Regions from separate parts of the Mus musculus genome. Here all the other regions are linked to region 1. A link is a contact called in public ChIA-PET, HiChIP or PLAC-seq and promoter capture Hi-C data. All regions are on one chromosome and are shown on one strand. Each heading gives the region's core, a stretch centred on a gene start, on an enhancer-like site or on the middle of the called end of the contact. The rest is flanking DNA. Distances are from core to core; before and after follow the strand shown. Region 1 holds the start of Ube2e3 (ubiquitin-conjugating enzyme E2E 3). Region 2 overlaps Itga4 (integrin alpha 4). Region 3 has its middle 150 kb from the start of Gm46750. Region 4 overlaps Cerkl (ceramide kinase-like). Region 5 has its middle 92 kb from the start of Gm46750. Region 6 overlaps Itga4 (integrin alpha 4). Region 7 has its middle 9.5 kb from the start of Gm46750.

Region 1 (3,077 bases), core at 376-2,875:
CACTAGTGGATAACTTAGCAGTCGTTTTGCTAGAGAGTTTGGTGTTTTTCTTCTGCTGGGTGGCAGAAGGTTTTCTTTCTTCCTGTTCCTCGGGCTCTGGAGCGGCAGGGTCTCGCTGATCTGCATCTGAACTGCCACTGCTGGTGCTAGGGCTCTCATCATCCGACCTTTGCCTGTCACTGGACATCTTGGTGAACTTATCTCTGGGAAAACTTCTAAGGAGAGAAGAGACCCATGGAGAAACATTAGATCTTTAAAAAAAAATAGCAGCATGCACTTCTCAATAAGCACCTTTGAGAGTATTTTATTGAAAAGGATTCGAAAGTCCCTGTACTTAGGGTGCAGCACGTTACAGGGAATCTGATACGTATCATAATTTATAATGCAGGCGTTGAGGGATTTACCAAAATGCAAGTTGGAAAACCCACTCACATTTTTTTCCCATCCCTTGGACAATCTATCAATTGTCTACTTTCTCAGAAGGCATGAAACAGATTTGCCAGGGAACTTGGGCAACGGGCATTAATAACATATGACAACTGTAAATAACAGATCTCGCCGAGAATGTTCAGAAGTCACTAATACCGTCTAAATATTTACAGGCTGACACCGGTCTGAGCGATCAAATCCTCCTTCCCAGAGGAAAAACATACCCCGTTAGTCGCCCATATGCTTATTTACGGTGACGGGGTCCTCCCGTGCGCACCGAAAGCCTTTGAACACAGCACTCGAATTTAAAAAAAAAAAAAAAATCAACTGGCAGCCGCCCCACAGCCGTCCCCACGGCCGGCGGCGAGGATTCACCGGGCCGAGCCCGAGCTGCCACCCGGGGAAGGGCAGGCTCCAAACTGCACCTTCTGCAAAGCTCCCGGTGCCATCGACGTTCCCCGCTCAATTCCTCCCTCACCGACCGACATTTTGTTATTTTAAAAAAAAAAAAAAAAATCCGCAAAGCGGCCAAAACCCCGAGGGCAAAACAAACAAACAAACAAAAGCCCTCCCCCACCCCCCACCCCCAGAAGTGCAACAAATTGGCGCGGCCCGCCCCGGGGCGAGCACTGGGCCACGCAGCTCCGCGGTCCTTTGTGGGGAGGGCCGCGCAGGGGACCGCGCCACTGCGCCCGCCCGCCGGGGGATGCGGGACCCGCCGCCCCGCGCCGCTGACTGACTAGCGCGGCGGACTGAGGAGCGCGGCGCCCGGCGCGAACAAAGCTGCCGCCCCCGCCCCCGCCGCCCCCCACGCGGGCCCCGGCCCCGCCGCCTTACCTCGGCCGCCCGCCCGGCCCGCTCGTGCGCCGCTACGCTGTGGGGGAGGGAGAGCGCCGAGGAACCTTCCTTGAGGAAATGGAGGCAGCCTGGGGGGGGCACCGGGGGGGCGGGAAAAGAAGCCGCCGCCGAGGCTCCGGCCCGGGAGTGTGGAACATCGAAAGTCGCAGGCGGCCGTGCAGTGCCGCGCTGCGGCCGGAGGGTGGCGCCGCCCCGCGCTCCGGGAGCCACGGTGGGGTGGGCGCTCTGCCGGCCGAAGGCGAAGGCGCAGGGACGCGGGAGCCCCCCGCGCGCTCAGCCTCCCGCCGCTGCGCTCGGCTCGGCTCGGCTCGGCTCCTCCCGGTCGCGCAGTCAGCAAGTTCCGAGCGAGCGGGCGGGCGGGGGAGGGGCGGGCGCGGCGGCGCGCGTGCTCGCTGCTTGCCTGGCGGAGGGGGCGCGAGCGGCTCCCGCGCGCCCCCGCGCGAGCGCGCTCCCGCTGCGCCTTCTTTTTTTTTTTTTTTCCGCCGGGTGGGGGGTGGCGGGCGGGGGGTGGCGGAGGTTGGGGAGCTGGGGGGCGGGGGGGCAGATGCGCACGCGTCCGCCCGCGCGCGGCCGGGACAAAGAGCGCGGCGGGGACCGGCGGGCTGGCCCCTGCGCCCTTGGCCGCCGAGCTCGTACTGGAAGAGGAGGACGAGGAGGCGGGGGCGGGGGCGCGGTCTCGCGGGGCCGCGGGTGGCTTCCGGCCTGAGCCCGCCTCCGGGCCGACGCTGCCCAGTGGACTACCCGCCCCTGAGGTTAGGGGCCGGCGGTTACCCCGGGAATCCCGTACCTGAGCGAGAACCCTGGCGCGTGACTGGGGCTTCCCCGGTGCCCCGAGAGGCAGGCGATGAATGGTGTTATTGAGGAGGCCAGGCACGCAGGCAAAGGAAAGCTGCTTCTGGCCCCTCTGAGCTGAAGGAAGTAGCAAGGTAGAGTCCTGGGCTTCTGAGCGAGGTGAATAGGATTTTGAGACCAGGGGACCTACCTCGGCTAATCTCTGGCTCCCGTCCTGCAATGGCGCTGCCAAAAGGGGACTGCCCTCTGGACGCTTTGGAAACTTACAAAATCCCAAACTGTGTTTTAAATGTCCCGCTCAAGATGTAAAAAGTGGAGTGAGGAAGTTTAGGGGCAATAACCCGATGTGTCTGGCGGCGGGCTCTGCTTTGCGAGAGAGAGAGAGAGAGAGAGAGAGAGAGAGAGAGAGAGAGAGAGAGAGAGAGAGAGAGAGAGAGAGAGAGAGAGACCACTTCTGGATAGAGAAGCCATGGAGGGACTGACTCTATATGACACTGTCCTCATTAAAAGTTTTAGATAGGAATCAGGAAGGTTGCTGGTTTACTCCTGCCTTGCTTTTTGCGGAATCTTCCAAGTGGAGTCCAGTTTTGCCCCAAGCACAAAATAGACAGAAGTCCAGAAACTTCCTGTTTGCCGCTCCTGAGACCATGTTCCAGTGATGGAACCTCGAAGGAATTTGTGCATTCCTCTCTCAAGAGTGTTCAGGGCCAGGGGTCCTGGGAGGAGGAGTTCACAGAAGAAACTAGAATGGCGGAGCCATAAGACATGAGCCAATGCTCAAGAGAAAGGAAAATGAAAAGAAGTGAGCCAACATACTATTTTTCCTCCAAATAGAAGAGCTTTGGTAAAAAAAAGAAAAAAAAAATACTCGAAACTATAAATAAGTCACATCTGTAACGTTTCAAAGATACAGATTCAGTGAACTTACACAAGCGAGCTATATCCTGGTATATGCTAAGCACATAAACTGCTTCGTGTGTCCAGAGCCGTCTCCTTAC
Region 2 (2,934 bases), core at 81-2,580, 440 kb before region 1:
ACTGTGGTTAACTGAATACATGTCAGAGACTGGTGTGCCAACCAAGGAAAGACACTGTATACATGAACAATTCACCGGGGCCCCCCTAAATGACCACTGACTCCTGGAACCCACACTCGAGTTTTAGCCAGTGTGGAATCTCATACAAATGTAATTAGATGTAATCCTTGGTAGCTGCGATTTTGAATGTAGTTTCTTTTATTTAAACTTTGTGAAATTAGTTTCAATCGGTGTTTGCAAATTGCTTGTCACTTAAGTCTGTGCTCCACCCTAGTTAGCCACTTGTCTTCTTCTTTGCCCAGTCAGTGGTAAGTAGGATTTCAGTCATTTCCCATGTAGAACTATAATAGTCTCACATTGAATACACACATATACTTGTTCTGTGTATATATCCCTTTGCATTCCTCCTATCTTTTCTCCCTGTATTTCTATTTATCTTGTAAAAACATTTTTTAAATACAAGATTATACATTATGCAAAGTAAATAACAAATTATACTATAAGAGGGTGTGTTTTAACCTAGAAAAAAAATGCTGTACTAAGTGGATGCCACAGGAAACGCAGGCAGGCCAACAGAGTAGGCATCTGGAAACTCCTGTCTGAACGTAAATCATTCCTTTGTTTTTATAAATAAAGTTTTATTGAGTCTAGCCATTCTCGCTTTTGCACTACTGGTACAGATGAGCAACTGAGACTGAGTGCATTTTTTCCAAGAAATTGAAACTGTCACGTTATAAAAACCATTGGGGTGGCTCCTGCTATACAGCCCACATGACTGATGAAAACTTTCAAATTAACAAGCAACATGTGGTATTACTAGACAACTAAAATCCATTATCTTTGCTGTTGGTTTTTGTTTTGTGTTGTCTGGTTTTTGTGGACTAGAGTCATGCTATATGTAGGCCAGGCAGGCCTTGTACTTGTAATTCCATCCCATGCTCTGGCGTGCTGTAATTACAGGTATGCATCGACATGCCTGGATCCATTCTGACATCAACAGAGGGTCCTTAATCTCAGCTGGCAGAGGCTACAGGCTTTTCCCTTAGAATCCAAGTAGAAGTAGAAAAAGTAATCCAGCCCCAAGCCTTTAACCTCCCCTGTAGCACCCTGTAGAAAAGAAGAGAGAGAAATAAAGGATACCCTATGTGAACCAATTCTCTTTTCTGAGCCTTGGATTTGAGAAGCTGTGCAACAAATGAATAATAAATAACAAAGTACTCATTCTAGACCCTGGCTACCATCTCATCCTGGAGGTACTTGACGGAGTGGTCATGAGCTACCCCAGCACGAAGGAGGTGGTGTGGTTTGCTCATGTTGTGAGCCTTTGGACTTAGTCAGCAGGCTTCTCCTTGGCAGCGATTGTTAAATGGTGAGAAGAGAGCCACGCTGCCTTTTCCCTACCGTTCTATCATCCAGTTACGACCGAAGGGACTTTCAAGGTACTCTAAAAGTAAACTTCAGCTTGACATTAAAGTTTAATTAAGACTTGTACAAGAGCTGCTTAGAAATAGACATTTATAAAATATTCTGGCTTGGAACCAAAGCATTAGTCACTGAACACCTTTGGGAAAGAAGTTGGCACTTTGACAGGCAACAGAAGGTGGCAGCGTGGCATCCGCAGCCAGCTTCTGAGACAGCAGCCGATCAGAGCGGCACCAGGCTCCTGTTGTCAGCAAGACTCCCGGTTTAGTTTCCATTTTAAGCTATTTTGCACAATTACCACAATCCCAACTCCATGATTCTTAAAAGTACACCTTTCTATACATCTTCTTTAACAAGAAGCCATTGAAAAGACACCAGCCAGCGTCCTACATACCATGAAGGAGAGCCAGCTGCACATCTGGACGGGTGGCATGACTGAACCAGCGGCTTCCCTGGGACTTACAGTTCATTCTTCATGAAAACATGCATAATGCAGGCTTGAAATTTACAAAGCTGCTTAGAGTCCACATAACTGACACAAGCCCAAGTACTGTGCACACATGGAACCATAACTTAATAAGTGAATGAGGAAACGAGAAAGCTGTTACACCAGGTTCTACATTTTCTCTCAGTGAACATGACTGGATTTTACAAGACATTCACAAAACCTTAGTATTGTCAATATATTCTTTCTTGGTGCAATAAATTTGGTCTCTGAAGATTACTTAGTTTTGATCAGAATGGTAGGGACAAAAAAGGAAGGAAAGAAGGCAGGCAGGAAGGAAGGAAGGAAAGAAATAAGGAAAGAAATAAACAAGGGGGGAAAAGACAACGCAGCAAAATAAAATGTGAATGGTTAGCACAGCTTAATGCTCAAAGACACACAGCAGAATTATCTGACAAAAGAGAAGCCTTCAGCAACTGGCCTCCAGTCCAAAGTTGAATTTCATCTTCTTTTCTTTTTCTTTACTATCATCTGACTTTGTTGAATAAAAGTTCAAGGAGAGAAATGAAAAGGAACTTGGATTAGGAAGCTGGCCCGGAAGTGAGTGGACGTTAGTATCGAAGCATGAACTTCATTCTTCGCCTGCTTCGGGAGGTCAGTCAGGCTTTGATTTTACAAAGGACAGTTGTATTAGATTAGCCTGTTGAAGAGTTAAATGCATGGTGCCAGGTACCATTCACAACTTACTGTCTACTCAGAGTTCCCCACTTGATGCTACCAGAACCCCAGATTACTCAGGCAGTGGGCAGCATTTCTTTGATGTTGCAGAAGATGAGCATTGAGTTCAGCTTTGGGGAATGAAGCCTGATGGCTAACATGACCACAAAGACTCCATTCTCCCTGCGCAGTGACAGACTCGGGGGAATGTCAAGTTAGAGTAAGCATGAGAAGGGAGATTTTTTTCTGAAAAGCTTTCAAAAGAAAACACACACACACACACACACACACACACACACACACACACACACAAAGCAAACAAACACACTCTTGTTCTTGCATCCACTTCC
Region 3 (2,794 bases), core at 276-2,775, 330 kb after region 1:
CACTTCTTATTAAACCCACTTCACCATAGCTTGACTTCTGTGATCCCCGAATGGCAGCAACCTCTGAAATGCTCATTCAGTAAAAACTTGGGCAGCATCTGTGATGTTCTGAGTGCTCACAAGTGTCTGAGGATGAAACACATGGCTTGGGAAGTTATTACTTCCACATTGCCTTGGTACCCTGTTTTTTTCTGTTTGATATTGTATTTGCTTTATAAACACTACCTTTTGTCCAAAGTCTGAAGTTTAATTAACAGCATAATCAAGATATACCAAGTCCCTCTCCATTGACCTCATACCACATTGTTTACCATGGACAGATTGGACACATGTATAGGAGTGGACAGTATATACCCCGGGGGCTGCCTTTATCGTTTATACGTTGCTTTCGCTATAACTGGAGAGAGATGGATGGAGCTTGTTGTCATATGGGTGGATCCTGATGTCAAGCCTTCCAGCGACTACAGTCAGTTCATGATTTGGACTCGGATCATTCATCAACAGCAAAAAAAGAAGCTTTAATAATGGACAGACTAGCTTCTCACTACAAATACTTGCAATAAGAACATATTTCCAAATTGTGGTATTAAAATACTAAATTGTTACCAAACCAAATACCCTCATTAAAATTATAGTGCCCTGGATAAAATTCTACAAGAGAGAAACCACTATTCCAAGTTCTCAAGGTATCATCTACCTGGGCTGGAACCACACTCTGACTCTCAGTGAAGCCACAGTTAGTTATATTTTACCCTTCAGTGCATAGGTTCTTTCTGCTATCAGGAATTACTAATTCTTTCATCCACTGAGCGTTCCTGACCTCCCTACAATAGGGCCTAACATTCGCCCTCCCATTCTTTCACTGTGTATGACCAGTGACTGCTCTTTCATTGGAACACAGATGATTTGTTTTACTGCTCATTTCAGCTCAGACCTCATCTCTTTGAAAACAAAGATGTTATTTGTTTGCATCTCTAGTGCCAGGATAATGACAGGGTCCTTGTTTGTGAAGCAACCATTGCCAGGGTCACATGAAATGATCACACGAGGTGAATGAGGGGCAGGAATGCAAACCATTTGTCCATGTCCCCAGTAAGCTTTCCAGCTGTGAAAAGGTGAGAGTAACCATTTATCCCATTCGTGTTGATAAAATCAACTCCGAATAAAATGAAAGCCAAGAGTAGCTTTCAAGTGAAAAGGTATCCATCCCTTCAGTAAACATTCACTGATTAATCACTGCATGCCACCAAAGGTGAGATAAATGACACAGTCCCTGCTCCCAAGCAGACAAGAAATAAATCACTCAGGTCCAGGATGGTGAGAGCTGTAGGGTCCTGAGAGAGGGGAAAGATGTCACCTACACACACCAGAGGACTCAGGGAGGAATCTCTGTAGAGGACACAGCCAATGTCCTTGAAATACTCGGAGGCCTGATGTAAGAAGAAAACAAAGACCATTCTAAGTAGCAAAGCCATGGGAAAGTTAGTGTTGGGAAAGGAGCCAGCAAGTCCTTCGGGGAATCTGGAAGTACTTTGGCATGGCTGGATTTGTGGCTTGACAGTAAGAGCAGAATAGAGAAAAGAGACATTCTATCTGCTTATATGCTGGTAATGGTAAAAATGAATGCTTATAAGTGAGCCTCGAGTCTTTGACCTTTCTGAATTCATGGATTTCACGTGTAGATGCAAAGTAAGTTTCTGTGCTGCTATAATTAGAGTCTGGGTTAGCCAGTCAAATTTGACATATCTTGGGGAAATTTTTTCCTCATGACTCAGGAAAGTTAAGCTAATCCTATTTGGTAACAGTTTTAAAGTTGACTGCATTACAAACCCACAAGTTAGGGTTGGCAACGTAGCCCAGTGGCAGAACATTTACCCAACATATGAAAGGGTTTTGTGTCTATAAATACATAAATAATAAATGATCCAAAATATGTATGGACTAAATATTTTATGCAAATTATTAAAAAACATTAAATTTATATTTCTAAATCTAGACTAAAAGAAAATTAGCTAGTTTGGAAGACAGCGTATTTCGGTAAAACAAACCGCACTTTGTAAGTCGTGAGCCCTGCCTACCGACCAGATGCGACTGCTGTCTCAGAGGTTTCCCCTCATGAATGACTGATTTAATTTAGAAGAAGATTAAAGTGTCCGTAAGAAATTTCAATAGTGATTTCTTCAATTGAACTTAATCCAAATTTGACTTTATATTCTAGGGATGTATGTCTGTTAACTCTAATTCTAGTGCCTGGCTTTGAATTCTTTAATCAGTATTTCCTCTTTATAGTATCCAGGTGACACTTACTAAGTTTGTGTGTAGACTTCCTTGTTTCTCTGAGAAAGTCACATAATCAAGGAACAGACTTATTTTTAAAGACAGTTGCACCTGCAATGCAGAATATAAAATTCCCAAGGACCCTTGTCACTGTGAGGTGGACAGAACTGTGACACATGCAGTGACCAAGCGCATCACAACTTCTATATGATGGCTATCAATGGAACCATTCATTATTGACTACAGGACGTTCAAGTCTTAAAATATGTTTGAACTTTTCGAAGAGCGATAATGAAATAAAGAAGCACATTCTTGCTTAAAACGAGGGAGTTTAGACAGTGAAGTGTTCAAGTTAAGCCCCGATTCTTTATCTCAGCCCCAGACTCCCAGCAATAATACTGAGACTCAAACTGTATTTACCCACCCCTTGACCATACAGCTAGGCTCTTCTCTGACTAGATATAACTTACAATATCCCATTTATTCTAGGCTACAGTCTACAGTGTGGCTGGTTACC
Region 4 (3,143 bases), core at 616-3,115, 500 kb before region 1:
GGAAGAATGGCCCACCATCAGCAACGTCTACACTTTCACTTGCCTATCACACACACACACACACACACACACACACACACACACACACACACACACACACACATACACACACAGGATATTTGGACTCACTCCTGCCTTACGAGTGACCCAGCTCTCCTGAGGGCCTACAGCTCCCCCTGCAGTCCTCTAACAGGGTGACCACCTCTATGAACCATTCATTCCTGGAGCTGCTGCTATCTTCTTTCCTCCTCTCTCCTCTCACCCTTAAAAGCTCTCAGCTCTGACTCCAATTCTTCAGGCCTCCAGTTCGCACTGCCTTGTATAAGTGCCGGGGGTGTGGTTGTTGTTGTTGTTTTCCCCTTAAGGACTAAAGCTGCTATTGGCACTTATTCTGTTATACTCTGCTGGGGTGCAATTTGTTATTTTCACACATGTTCTCTTAGTATCTGTGTCAAATCCATCAAAGTCTTTTGAGTCTTTTACTTTATCCACACTCTCCCATAATAAATTTCCTGTGACTGCTGTTGTTTTTGACAAGGTCCCACTATACAGCCCTAGCTGATCCAGACCTCTTTGTATAGTCCAACTGGGCCCTGATCAGTGTAGGTGCCATATACGTTAACATTAGATTTTTCATATATTTTTAAAGTGGAAGAAGTTCTGACACTTTAGATATGACACCAAAGGGGAAAAGTGCCCAAAGGTGGATAGATATGGGAGAAGCAGAGAGATAAACTGTGTATAAGAACTGGTGGCCACATTGTTTCTCTCTGTTTCAGTTTCACTTTTAAAATAGGTGCAAAATCTAATGTTACCATCTATGGCACCCACACTGATGCAAGAACAATCTTATTCTACTCAGAACCTTAGCCAGCAGCACTAATTTTGCCTTCCTGTGGCTCTGCTAAGAACTCCAGCCTCTACACCGAGGCCAGAGTGAGCCTACTTAAAAACCAGAGGTTTTATTACTGCTTTGCTCAAAATTTACCATGTATCTCTTTCTAAGCAGCAAAAAAAAAAAAAAAAAAAAAAAAACAAAGTCCCTAGAAATAACTGGAAAGTTCTGGAAGACCTGACTTTTCCTACCAGGGAGTCACCTTCTCCCTCTTCTTTGCTGTAATTTTGTCTGTAGAATGCCTTCTGGCCAAATCTGAATTCGTTTCTGTGTCCATCCATTAGGATGCCATCTTTGTAAGGACAAGGGCTTCACTCATGGAACCTCAGATCCCCTGCTTCTGCCTGATACACAGCAGGCATGGAGGTGTTGGTGACGAAACTAGGACCATAGAAAATGGAGAAATTAAATTCAGTTTTTATAACGCCAACTGCATGGATACTGTCTGTTTACAAACGAAAAGACCTTCCGGCTAATGTAGATCTCTACACGTGTATGGACAAGGATGGATTTACTTCTGACTCTTGGTACCTGAAGCTTGAAGCCAGCTCCTGGCTCTGGCCTGGTTTAGTGAAAGCAAAGGAGACATTTGCCTGCTCAGTTCCTGGTTAAGAGACAGCAACAGTATTCTCATCAGATGCAGAATCTCACATCTCACAACTTTACAAAGCTGCTTCAGTAGCTTGTAAAGGGTGAAGTTTAGGATTATGTAAATAGCCTAATTGTCATCCGATAAATCAGGGATCCGTTATTGCTTGCCTGAATCAATTTTTCTAATTTCTGAAAGTAAGAGTTTTCTAACTTTGGAATGTTTCATGCAACTATTTTTTTGTTTTGTTATTTGCTTAGTGTCCATGTAACCTGTCAAACCGAATGCTTAAACAAGCCCAGCACAGTGTAATGTAGTACTGTCAAGCCTCCCATTTTTAATTGAACTGTGGTTGGCTAGTGGAAGCCCCAAGGCGTCCAATCAGAGACTATTGTATAAAGGGTACAAAAACAAGTTACCGGAAGAGAAGAGGTTGGAGTAAAATGGTGCAGAGCAGTGAACCCGGCAGACTCCGGGGACGGATGAAGACAGACTCCTGGGAGGAAGTGGGGTTTGGCGGCAGCCTTGAAAAAAAAAAAACTGGTAGGATTTTAATTTTTTTTAGAAGCATGTTTGAAACAGAAACAGAAAACTGAACGGAGAAGGTCCGGCAGCAGCTTCTGCATCTGATGCAGTACAATGGCCGGAGTTATCAAAAGGGAGTTGAAATTGCTCAGGAAACGCGGGTGTTGACCTGGCTCTGTGTGCTCGCTTACGCTGGCAGCACCTAGAAGTTCCAGCCCTGTCCGACTGTTAATTGGAGAGTAATGAAGAAGGCATTCTGTGTTGAGAAGGAAGCCTCACGCAAATACTACTTTCTTCAAGAAGGCTTTTCCAGAACCCTAAGAAGTAGCACTGCCTCAAACACCCCCAATATACCCCAGGACACCCCCATACACTCCCACCCCCATACACTCCCACCCTACAAACTCCCGTCCCGTCCAGTTCCACCCCCACAAACTCCCATAGTGTTTCATGCCTCTGCTTTGAGTCTAGATGCCCTTGTGCTGTTGCTTCCTACCATCACCATCTTCTCTGGCCAGGTTAGAAAACAAACCTCCCATAAGTCTCTTGAAGGTTGATGTAAGAGAAGGCGATGAACTGGCTTCAGGACACATTTGCATTCTCTGATGGCCACTTTAAGGGGCCTGGGCAGTAGTGTCCACAGCAGAGAGGCCAGGGCAGCTTTGGAACAGTGAAGCACTGACCGGAGTAGCTACGCTGGAGCTATGCAAATCTGGGAAAGCATACTGGCACAGACATGGGGCCCTCCCTGTACCAGAGTGGGTTAGTGGTGAGTGATACACAAGGCCCAGGAGCTAGCACTTGCAATGTAGGATTCTCAGTGCTCATCCAAATAGAAGAGCTGAAAAAAGCGAGGCATGGGGCATGGAAGGGGGGCGGCGGGGTTGGGGGTGGGGGAGTGTCAGCATGTGTGACCAGGAGACCGATGAAGCTCCTTACAAAACAGACCCTGAGGCCTTCCTGAGAATGTCCAAACACTTCAACACGGCTCTTCTGTTCCTCATCCCATGCCCTCCCTGATTTCAAAACAGTATGTAGGACTTAAAAAAGTCTATTACTTCAAATATAATGAAAGAGAAAAATATTCTAAGTATAGTATAAAACACAGTTGGATATAAATGGACATTTACTTTC
Region 5 (2,934 bases), core at 251-2,750, 390 kb after region 1:
ATGAATCCATGCCTATACATGAATTCAGACCCTCAAGTCATGATTATAGTATGCAGAGCCTTGCCAACTTGAGGCAACAGTGGCCATTCTTCTAACTAGACAGTGGGTATTGTGAATCCCGTACTTAGCCGCTCTGGAGTAGATCCTGCACTGCCCACAGAGACACTGCAATTAAATGACTCCTTTCTCGCCATGGGCTGTGTGCTGTGTGAGGACAGAGTAGAGGTAAATCATGGGGCCCTTCTTCAGCTCTCCCCTGCTCCTGCAGTTGAGACAGCCCTTTTTCTTTCTGATTGCTGTTCTGGGAATAAATATGCTTTGGGTGGACAATTCCAAACAACCAAGAAGAAAAATAAATAGTTTTTTTAAAGCAAATAAACTATTATCTCTCTCATTAAAACATATTTGTTTTCTATGCATATGAGCACTGAATTAGGCTACCCAAATGCTACAGGCAAAATACAATATAATATAGACTACTTAAATAAGGTCGAATAAACATGCAGCTGTGTAAGAAGTAAGCTATGGCCCTGTGTTGGATCAATAGTCACTCTATAATAAGACAACAAGGAATACGGGCATCCCAGCATTAAGGCAGAGTCAGAAAGATGGCTGTTAAGGAGTTCCAGGATAATGTGCAACATAGTAAGGCTAGAGGAAGCGGGAAGAAGAAAAGAAAAGGAGGAAAAAAGAGAAAAGGGAAGGGACATGGTAATTAAATTACATTTTCTCTTTCATCCCTCCAGACCTTCCTGTTACACCTCTTTCTGCTCTCCTTCATACTCATGGCCTCTTTTCCACTAATTATTATTGCATGCATACATATTCATATATTATATACATGTACACATAGTGTTTCTAAATGTAGCCTGTTAGTTATGATGCTACCTGTATGGAAAGCTGGGGGTGAGAGAGGGACGTCCCCAGAGGAGAATGCACCAGTACCAAACGGTCACCCCTCAAAGAACTGCAATTCACGAGTTCAGAATGCTTGGTTTGGGGTTTTAAAATTATAACTTAAAAAACAAAACAAAGAACCCACTCTTTTTGGGGGGGGAAGCAGGGCTGGGTACGCAGGTCTACTGATGTGTATGAGTGTATTTTTAAATTTTTCAGTTATTAATAATAATTTGCAACTTCATACTATTTGCAAATCATTGTTGTAAGAAAAGTGATGAATCTAGAAAGAGAACTGCAGAGTCAGGATATCCATCTCAAAAAGGATATGAATTAGAAAACACACACACACACACTCATTATATGCATTTCTCTGTACTATCTCATTTATTCCCAAAAGATCTAATAAAATAAATATTAATAGCAACCCACTCTATTGCAGATAACCTATAAAATGCATTTTTTTTCACTTATGTAAACTTCTAGGTCCAGGATCCAAGGCCAACGTTGCAAACATCATTTTTCTCATGCCTCCCACCCACTCTATCTGGCTAGCGAATCAGGACACGCACTGTAGGTGTTTTCCAGATGGAATCCACAGTAATAAAGATCACAGGGTACAGACTCATGCCTGGATTCATACCCCAGATCTGTGTTTGCATAATCAGTAGGCAGAAGTCACCCACACCTGGCCTCAGGCAAAGCCTTGTCTCATAAGATTAATGAGGAAGCATTGCAAAAATGCTTAGAAAAAAAAAACATTCCAGCACATGGAGCGCCCCCAGTAACCTGAGTTATTACACACACACATTCTTTCTTTAATCATTTATTAACCTCCCGCTATGAGTGACAACCTGTGTCCCTAAAGATATCAGAACCTGAAAACGAATTTTGCCTATCACTACATAGTGCCAATATTGAAGACAGTTGCTTTTAGACAGAATCTAAAAGATGGACTAGAGAATGCTTGATGGCCGGATGAAGGGATAAAGGACTCTAATACAGAGCTTGGAAGAGCAGATAGATTTGGAAAGGCAAAGGCCAAGTGATTGGAAATAATGTTTTATCTCAGTACACAAAACCGCAGGACAATCATAACACCTCTTTAAAAAAACACTTAGAGTCTTTCTATTTTCTAAAGTGAAAGAACAATTTAACGCAGTATGCCAGGCTTCTCTGGACAGGCACAGAGGATATTTTTATGTACACAAAAGCCTAGACACAAAAGAAAACTCTCTTTTGTAAAGAGAAAACTGAAGTCAGGCATTTCAATCTTCACAGTTTATCCACTCTCAGAGTTGCCAAGTAGTCTAAGATTTCACTGCTTTAATAATGGAAGGAAAACTACCAATACCTATTGTCTGACACTGGCCCGCGTGAACTGCAGAAAAGTCTGGTCTTCCAGGGAGAGGACAAGTTTGAATTTTTTGGGTCTTTGTGCCTCTAACCCTCCATCCTCCTAGACTGTACTTTGACAGAAGCTTGCCTTTCCATTTAGCACATTTGAGGATGATGAGTGGAGTACGAGACTGTTGCTCCCAAACCTTCTCCCTTTCAAACTAGATTCTCCCTCACCAACCTCTCACCCTTGCCCTGCCATCAACTCTGTCAACAACAACACTGCCTCCTTGCTTGGCTCACAGTGTGGGACTCAAAATTCAAATTTCAAAATGTCACAAGAATGTTAGATATAACCTGTTATTCTGCCAGAAGAACTACTTACTTTGCAATTTGTCTTTTAGTTCTCTGTATATTTCCCTCCCAAGTCATCATAGGTGCTAAACAAGTTCAAACTTCCAGAACATAGGAAGGCTAACTATGGTCAAAGTACATGATATACTGGTACAAGAACATAATGAATTGATGCCATCATTTTGTTCAATGAGCATATACTACCCATTTGTGTGATATAGTTCACCAGATAAAGTTGTTGCCAGAATATTTACAATCCGTATTAATAAGAGCAACAACAAAGTGTATATTGGTGGGCATTTGAAATCTCAGCTCTATACAAGCAGACAGGTGGGTTTCTGAGGA
Region 6 (3,141 bases), core at 533-3,032, 400 kb before region 1:
AACCCAGCCCTGCTGAAATGTAGAGCAGTCGTCTTTATGGCAATGATGTTTTATTTGCCAGCACACACCTTTAGCTTTTGAGTGGGAGCCCCAGTGAGATTCTGTGTTTGAGTGATTTCACATCATTAACTGGAGGAAGACTGAGATAAGATGGGGATCATAGGGTTTTTTTTTCTCTAGCATTACATTCTGTTCTCCTTAGTTAACACTTGAATATTCTGTGCTTAGTTCTGACAGCGGGGGGGAAAAAAGCCACAGCATTGATTCGATGAGGTAAGTGTACCGGAAGCTGGAATTCTTTATTTTGAACACTGGTCACAAGTTTTTATAGTGTTATAACAAAATGTCTCACACGCATCTTTGTATCATTAACTACCTGTTTTCCTCTCTTATCTGAATCCTAGGTAGAGTTTCCTAGGAACACTCACAACGCCTCCATACAGAAAGATAATATATTTAAAAGGAGATCATTTGTATTGACTTTCCTGAGTCATAAAGATTCTGTGTAAGAAGTGTAGGAAGATATTTATGAATATATGTGTGGATTTCAAACCATCATTCACAGAAATACCTAATGCTTTAACACAACCGAGCTTACGGGAGCTGCCCAAACTCTTTCCTGGAGTCCTAGTCAGGGGATCCAGCCATCCCTGTCCATTCCAAGGGTTGCTTCAGATCAGGTCAGAAGCATGGTTAGCATAGAACATTGATAATGCTTTGTTGGCTTGGTTTCCTGGAAACCAATGATGTCTTCTACTACTAATGGATAGTCTGGGAGATTGACTGAGAAATGAAGGCAAACAGACCCAGAGAAAGAACACTGCTAAGCAACAGGAAGAACAGTTCGCTGTGGTCCAAACCCTGATAGAGAGTAGTCTTGATGTACACAGAGCTTCCTATGTGAGAATGATGAGAGAAGGAAAGGCTGGAGAAAGAAGAGGAAAGGAAGGAAGTCCAGGAAAACAGAACCTGTTTTATAATGTTCCATTATACACTCCATTTTGTGAGCTCTCAGCTACCATCTTCCAGTTCCAATAAACTTCACTCTAATTGCTGAGAAGCATTCAACCAACAGTGTTAGCCTAACACAGGGAGCTACTAGGGCTACATGATTCCAAACCAATACAGGAGAAGTAAGAAGGGGAGGCCAAAGGATTTAATTTTCATTGGGATGCAGTTTTCAGTTGGAATTGTCTTTAAAACCACCAATATTTTAAAATTAATGTCAAAAACGCACCACCAAAGGCAGCCAGGCTATGTGCAGTTGAAGCTCTGTTACTATAACAATAAATGCCATATAATCGAAAATACAAAACTATTTTTAAAATTATAGTCAACACCAGCCAATCCACCTGCAGTTGTCATTGTTAAAGACAAGAGTGCGTGGTCCTCCGAACGCCACCTTCCCTGTTTGCATGGGGATGAAAAATGGGTGTTTTCTTCAAGATCAGGTTTGATATTTGCAAACAAATGTTCTCTTCTCTAGTTAGTCACCAGACGTTAAAAAACAACAAACACGATGCTTTGGAACCATGCAAATGATAGCGTGCAAATTTGCTAGCTGAAAATGGCCCAGAAGTTCATATGTGCAAGAATAGCATCCTGCATGCAATTATGTGTTTCTTAGCTGAGCTGTTCCCTACGTTTTTAAATGAACATTAGAGACACCTTTGCCAAGTTAAGCTGTTATCTGTTTTATCCAAGCTGCTTCCTGCACAGTAGAGTTAGCCCTGCAGAAGACAGTTACTGCTGTTACTGCCTAGCCTTCCTGTTCTCTGTGCCCCTTTCTTATCATTTCAGCACATATCTCTCCATTTCTGGTTTTTTTCTGAGTCCTTCAGAAGGACTTCTGAACGACCTGGCTTGTTTAGAATGACTTCTCTGAGAGCCTGTAAGGCTCTAGGCTTTATTTCCTGTGTTGCCCAAGTCCCTACTCTTAGTTCTCTGGTTAAAGCAATGATTCTTAGAAACAGAACAACGAGCCCTCCAGAAGCCACAAGAAGAGGTGTTTATTTTGACATGAAAAATGCTCAGACTTTCTCAGGATTCAAGTGGTGAGGCTAAGTTGCTCTTGAATGGGGCATGTGGAGGCTGGGGTTAAGTCAGACTAGACACAGTCTTTCACATGTGTTATTATGTGGTATCAACAACAGATACTGTCTAATTTATAGGCCTCTGATTTGTGGTAATTTAAATATATATATATATTTACATAGTGTGTGTATATATTAAACGATATAATGTATATCACTTATCTACTTTACAGAAAAGACTCAACCTTAGAAGTCAAGAGCTCTTAATGGTATAGGCTGTGATCGCTGGGAAGAAACGATGATGAATAGTAACCAGTAGGAAGGAGGACTTTGTTTTGACTGGGATTAGCTGCATACATTTGTTTGCAGCCGTTCTGCTCTGCTTCTATGGTTCAGCACAGACCTTATTCATCTTCATTGTGGCCAAACCCAAATCTTATTAGCCATCATCCCATCCCAACCCAAAACCCAGAAATATGTGCTAAAAATTGAACTTCATAAATGGAAAACAATAATCAGTCTTCTATTTGTGTTACATGTCTTGATTCAAAATGGGTCAAAAGTACGACTATGAAGCCATAAAGAAAATTCATAAAATAATAAAATTGTGAGGAATTATTTTAACAGGCATACACTTATGTATACACACATCCTCCCTTCATACACACTCACACCCACACATCTACACATTGTGATTATTTCTTCTTTTTGCTTCTTGACATTGCTTCCCACTGAGACAATCCTCAACTTCAACCACAATACAGAGAGGCTTTCAGTATGTGTTACTAGGCAAAATTAGTTCCAGGAATAGTCTGCAAGTCACCACTCCAGTTCTGGAACTTCCTTGATTTCTGGAACACTTTCTCTTCTCTTTGGGAATGCCAGAAAAATCTCAGCAGAAGAGTCAAGATGGCCCCATCTTATGCTTTTCTTAGACCGTTGAGAGTTCCTTCCCTCAGCCTCTGTGCTTGTAAATCTACTGTTCCGTGTGAAGGAGTTGAATGGTCTTGAGATCACCCAGGAGAATTTTAAACAAATACCAACTACCTCCCGTGCCCCTCCCCCACCACGAGTACTCAAACCCAAGGCTGATGGGTTGTGGGGAGAC
Region 7 (2,953 bases), core at 377-2,876, 490 kb after region 1:
GCTAATTCTCATGGTATCATGGAAAAGGGTAACTCTAAAATACACAAAATTTAGACACTATGAAAAAATATTTCTTGAAGTCATAACTGAAGGAAGAATAGAAACTTGAATAGCAATGATTGAAATTAGTAAAAAGCATAAGTATATGAATAAAAATCAGAAGGAAGATGAACTTAGTGGATAAAACACGTGGTTTTAAATTTATTGTAATTTAGTTAGAAACAAGTACTTGTGAATTTTGAAAGTGAGGTCAATCCTACTGGAAAACTCTTTTTGCCTGTGTATCAGCAACCAGAGGACACCCAGCTCCGTCAGTAACTAGAGTCTCCATGATATTTATAAGTGGATTACCACATCCCCCAGACCAGGGTCTTCTGTCATAAGGGTTGTCACTTTTCTTTGCATCTTCTTTTTGTTTTTTCTTGAATCTGTCTCCTTGTCTATTTAAAGCAAAGTGACCTTGAAGCATCATCAGTGAAAATGTGGAGAAGTAGAAATCTACCAATCCATATTAGACAATAATGGCTGTCATGGTATCAATCCGCATCTTTTTTCTTCTTTATGTTTTGCTCTAAGTGCCTTTTTTCACTAGTCTATAACAGTCTTTCCCAGAAAACTAAATTAATAAACCTGAGACCAAGGCTATTAGATACCTGGTCATCTGTTGAATAACTTAAAGCTGCAAACCAAAACCATGAATGACTCAGAAGTCACTTACCTCCTCTGCTATCCAGTGAAGTATTTTTTGAAAATACATATATTTGTTCATTTTCTCTAAAGTCACCTTTATGGGAATAGTAGTTCATACAGGAAACTCTCCCCAGGTAACTTAATCCTAAATGCTGGTCTATAGGAAGCAAAGCAGTACATATACATTTCCAAACTCTTAGGCCCCAGACATTTACTAATTTATACTGATGACTTCCAGATCCAATATTCTGTGTCACTTTGTGACCATGGTAGGGTGTGTCCAAGAATTTCCTTTGGAACACAAGGACAGTGTTTCTCAAATCGTTATTAACTATGATGTCTGCATGAAGGTCTAACTTGGATCTTTTGACTCAACATAAATTAAACTGTCGACCACAGCAACTGAATATCAATGTGTTTTCCTTTTAAAATAGCTTCAGATGTGTTTCTGTTACATAAAAAATTATTTAGAAAATTACTTTGTGTAATTATACAAGAATCATTGCAATTGTATTCTACTTAACTATATTAAGCCCTCTAGTTCCTGTGTCATTGTTTTGGGGCCAGTTTATTATGATACTATAGTTACTTTTGTAAAATAAATCTCACACAGGGATATAATGTAATTACAACTTTACCTTCAATTAACCTTCTCCTCAATGACTAAATTAACACAAATTATACAGAATGCTATTCCTAGCTATAGAATCTTGTTAAAACAGTGGTTATCTCATGAACACAATGTCCCCATTAGGAAGAAGAAAATAATTTTGAATGCATAGCTGTACATTGCTCTCATTTATCTTTTGGTCTTTATTATGCAGTGGTATTCCTGGAAGTCAGTAGATACATAATGTCGGTTGACACTGTTTCTCTCCCCTCATAAACTGAAATGTAACACAGCCAACAGCATTAGGTCGTCCACTTTGCATTCATTAGTCATGCAGGAAGTTAATCATCTGGCTATAAATGGAAGCTTGCTCCAGTTTTAGTAGGGCAATATTTACTTTCCTTTTATCCTTAGAAATAGAAGGCATAATTGGTGAAGGGGATTGAGGTTGACAAGTCTTGAGATGGTCACATTTTAACAAAATATTTTGCATTCTGCATTCTCAGAATAGCAATGTTCAATCCTTTTATAAGAAGATGTGACTATAGCCTTTACTCAAGGCCTGAAGAGTTGACATAAGGGACAGTTCACAAGCGAGGAGTAGAAAGTAAGAACAAGTAAGAACTTTCACATCTCATTACCTCCCTGACTGACCATTCTCCCCACCATACATCAGTGCTATCTGAAGAGGTCATGGATGTGGCTCCGACCACTCCAGTTTTAATTACGTTTTTCCCTAGAGCAAAATTTGAAATTCTGGAAAATCCTCAGCAAAGAAGATTGAAGATGACTGCCTGAGAATGACTATCTAGGTTCCCTGTGGACCTGAGAGCAACTCCCTGCATAAGTATTAAATCATTACTTCTAAGTCATAGCATTCAAACCCTAGAAAGTTGGAAAATTCTATTTCTAAAATTAACGTATAGATGAAATAATAGATTTTAAGCTTACATTTTTCTACAGAAAGTGATATGACAATATAATCTTTCACAATAATAGTTAATTGACCATCAGGGATGATTTTCTATTCTAAGACAAGTAAGCATCAACTTTTATGTTAATTCTATAAAGCCCAACATGGAAGAAATATGGATATAAGAATAAACCTATGGATCACAGAAATGCTGCCATCAACAGCCTTAAAACAGAAATTTTTGAAAAGTACAAAACAGGACACTTAGCTATGAAATCAAGTCATGTTAAGGGAAGAAATAATATCACTAGAAGAGAATATATTATAACGTAACTCTATGATCAGGAAGGATGGATATTGGGACAGATAACTAGTGTTTCATCTATTTACAGCTACTGACCATAGCTTACTGACCGTTGCTTCACTTAAGGAGCAAAGGACATTTTCCCAGTCTTCCCAATTTCAGTTTCTTGCTACAATGTTCTCACCAAGAGAAAATCATCCCACTAGATCAGTGGAAGGAAGCTCTTAGAATTAACACAGTGGCTCATGCCTGTAACCCAATCCTTCAGGAAGCAAAAGTGAGAAGATCACAAGTTCAAAGTCAGACTGGGATATACAGCAAGCTCTTGGCTAGCTTGTACTAAATGGTAAGAGCCCATATGTATAAACAAATGATGGAGGATATTGTCTCAACACTTGCGTGCCAACCTAGTGTTCAAAAAAAACCCAGGACCAAC

The links. Promoter capture Hi-C pulls out the DNA fragments that hold promoters and counts their contacts. ChIA-PET counts read pairs in DNA pulled down with a chosen protein or histone mark. HiChIP or PLAC-seq counts read pairs in DNA pulled down with a chosen protein or histone mark.
Region 2: a contact with region 1 is called in a promoter capture Hi-C map of hippocampal neurons, with 2.0 times the contacts expected there. The contact joins the enhancer-like site here to the promoter of Ube2e3 in region 1. A contact is called at or near these places in 5 of 39 promoter capture datasets (the C10 cell line, HPC-7-derived erythroid cells, hematopoietic stem and progenitor cells and 2 more), 1 of 115 datasets of contacts at active chromatin or transcription factors (memory CD8 T cells) and 2 of 9 other capture datasets (adipose tissue and liver).
Region 3: a contact with region 1 is called in an H3K27ac HiChIP or PLAC-seq map of neural progenitor cells, with 47 times the contacts expected there. The contact joins the enhancer-like site here to the promoter of Ube2e3 in region 1. A contact is called at or near these places in 5 of 39 promoter capture datasets (the 3T3-L1 cell line, 3T3-L1-derived adipocytes, cranial neural crest and 2 more), 9 of 484 Hi-C or Micro-C datasets (the HL-1 cell line, Sertoli cells, adipose-derived mesenchymal stem cells and 6 more), 12 of 115 datasets of contacts at active chromatin or transcription factors (the NIH/3T3 cell line, astrocytes, bone marrow-derived macrophages and 9 more) and 1 of 9 other capture datasets (macrophages).
Region 4: a contact with region 1 is called in a promoter capture Hi-C map of pre-B cells, with 4 times the contacts expected there. The contact joins the enhancer-like site here to the promoter of Ube2e3 in region 1. A contact is called at or near these places in 9 of 39 promoter capture datasets (the 3T3-L1 cell line, the C10 cell line, the HPC-7 cell line and 5 more), 4 of 484 Hi-C or Micro-C datasets (cerebellum, embryonic stem cells, natural killer cells and 1 more), 1 of 115 datasets of contacts at active chromatin or transcription factors (bone marrow-derived macrophages) and 2 of 9 other capture datasets (liver and macrophages).
Region 5: a contact with region 1 is called in an H3K4me3 HiChIP or PLAC-seq map of neural tube, with 4 times the contacts expected there. The contact joins the enhancer-like site here to the promoter of Ube2e3 in region 1. A contact is called at or near these places in 5 of 39 promoter capture datasets (the 3T3-L1 cell line, 3T3-L1-derived adipocytes, cranial neural crest and 2 more), 1 of 484 Hi-C or Micro-C datasets (cerebral cortex) and 4 of 115 datasets of contacts at active chromatin or transcription factors (bone marrow-derived macrophages, embryonic forebrain, embryonic limb bud and 1 more).
Region 6: a contact with region 1 is called in an RNA polymerase II ChIA-PET map of memory CD8 T cells, with 65 read pairs. The contact joins the enhancer-like site here to the promoter of Ube2e3 in region 1. A contact is called at or near these places in 8 of 39 promoter capture datasets (the 3T3-L1 cell line, the C10 cell line, the HPC-7 cell line and 4 more), 17 of 484 Hi-C or Micro-C datasets (B cells, CD4 T cells, CD8 T cells and 13 more), 6 of 115 datasets of contacts at active chromatin or transcription factors (DN3 thymocytes, bone marrow-derived macrophages, effector CD8 T cells and 3 more) and 1 of 9 other capture datasets (macrophages).
Region 7: an H3K4me3 HiChIP or PLAC-seq map of bone marrow-derived macrophages shows a contact between it and region 1, with 4 times the contacts expected there. The contact joins the enhancer-like site here to the promoter of Ube2e3 in region 1. A contact is called at or near these places in 8 of 39 promoter capture datasets (the 3T3-L1 cell line, cranial neural crest, epiblast stem cells and 4 more), 1 of 484 Hi-C or Micro-C datasets (myocytes) and 9 of 115 datasets of contacts at active chromatin or transcription factors (bone marrow-derived macrophages, cardiomyocytes, craniofacial prominence and 6 more).

What each region holds. Positions count from the first base shown.
Region 1 is chr2:78,867,595-78,870,671 of GRCm38.p6, reverse strand. Ube2e3 (ubiquitin-conjugating enzyme E2E 3) reads right to left here and starts at 1,625. Exons shown (of 6, transcript NM_009454.2): 1 at 1,267-1,625; 2 at 1-215. The coding sequence starts at 187.
Region 2 is chr2:79,308,332-79,311,265 of GRCm38.p6, reverse strand. The region is part of intron 17 of Itga4 (integrin alpha 4); the gene reads right to left. Among named protein-coding and RNA genes, the nearest start is that of Gm22606, 39 kb to the left of the region's middle. Within about 2 kb of position 1,330, at least 13 of the 459 cell types and tissues checked have an H3K27ac peak or open chromatin away from gene starts, as enhancers often do. A contact at or near this core is called in hippocampal neurons, where this site is marked.
Region 3 is chr2:78,538,767-78,541,560 of GRCm38.p6, reverse strand. No RefSeq gene overlaps it. Among named protein-coding and RNA genes, the nearest start is that of Gm46750, 150 kb to the right of the region's middle. Within about 2 kb of position 1,525, at least 43 of the 459 cell types and tissues checked have an H3K27ac peak or open chromatin away from gene starts, as enhancers often do. A contact at or near this core is called in Sertoli cells, craniofacial prominence, neural progenitor cells and 1 more, where this site is marked.
Region 4 is chr2:79,369,638-79,372,780 of GRCm38.p6, reverse strand. The region is part of intron 2 of Cerkl (ceramide kinase-like); the gene reads left to right. Among named protein-coding and RNA genes, the nearest start is that of Gm22606, 23 kb to the right of the region's middle. Within about 2 kb of position 1,865, at least 113 of the 459 cell types and tissues checked have an H3K27ac peak or open chromatin away from gene starts, as enhancers often do. A contact at or near this core is called in bone marrow-derived macrophages, embryonic stem cells, liver and 2 more, where this site is marked.
Region 5 is chr2:78,478,802-78,481,735 of GRCm38.p6, reverse strand. No RefSeq gene overlaps it. Among named protein-coding and RNA genes, the nearest start is that of Gm46750, 92 kb to the right of the region's middle. Within about 2 kb of position 1,500, at least 11 of the 459 cell types and tissues checked have an H3K27ac peak or open chromatin away from gene starts, as enhancers often do. A contact at or near this core is called in neural tube, where this site is marked.
Region 6 is chr2:79,269,037-79,272,177 of GRCm38.p6, reverse strand. The region is part of intron 2 of Itga4 (integrin alpha 4); the gene reads right to left. Among named protein-coding and RNA genes, the nearest start is that of Itga4, 15 kb to the right of the region's middle. Within about 2 kb of position 1,782, at least 40 of the 459 cell types and tissues checked have an H3K27ac peak or open chromatin away from gene starts, as enhancers often do. A contact at or near this core is called in CD8 T cells, the G1E-ER4 cell line, the HPC-7 cell line and 8 more, where this site is marked.
Region 7 is chr2:78,376,939-78,379,891 of GRCm38.p6, reverse strand. No RefSeq gene overlaps it. Among named protein-coding and RNA genes, the nearest start is that of Gm46750, 9.5 kb to the left of the region's middle. Within about 2 kb of position 1,626, at least 1 of the 459 cell types and tissues checked has an H3K27ac peak or open chromatin away from gene starts, as enhancers often do. A contact at or near this core is called in bone marrow-derived macrophages, where this site is marked.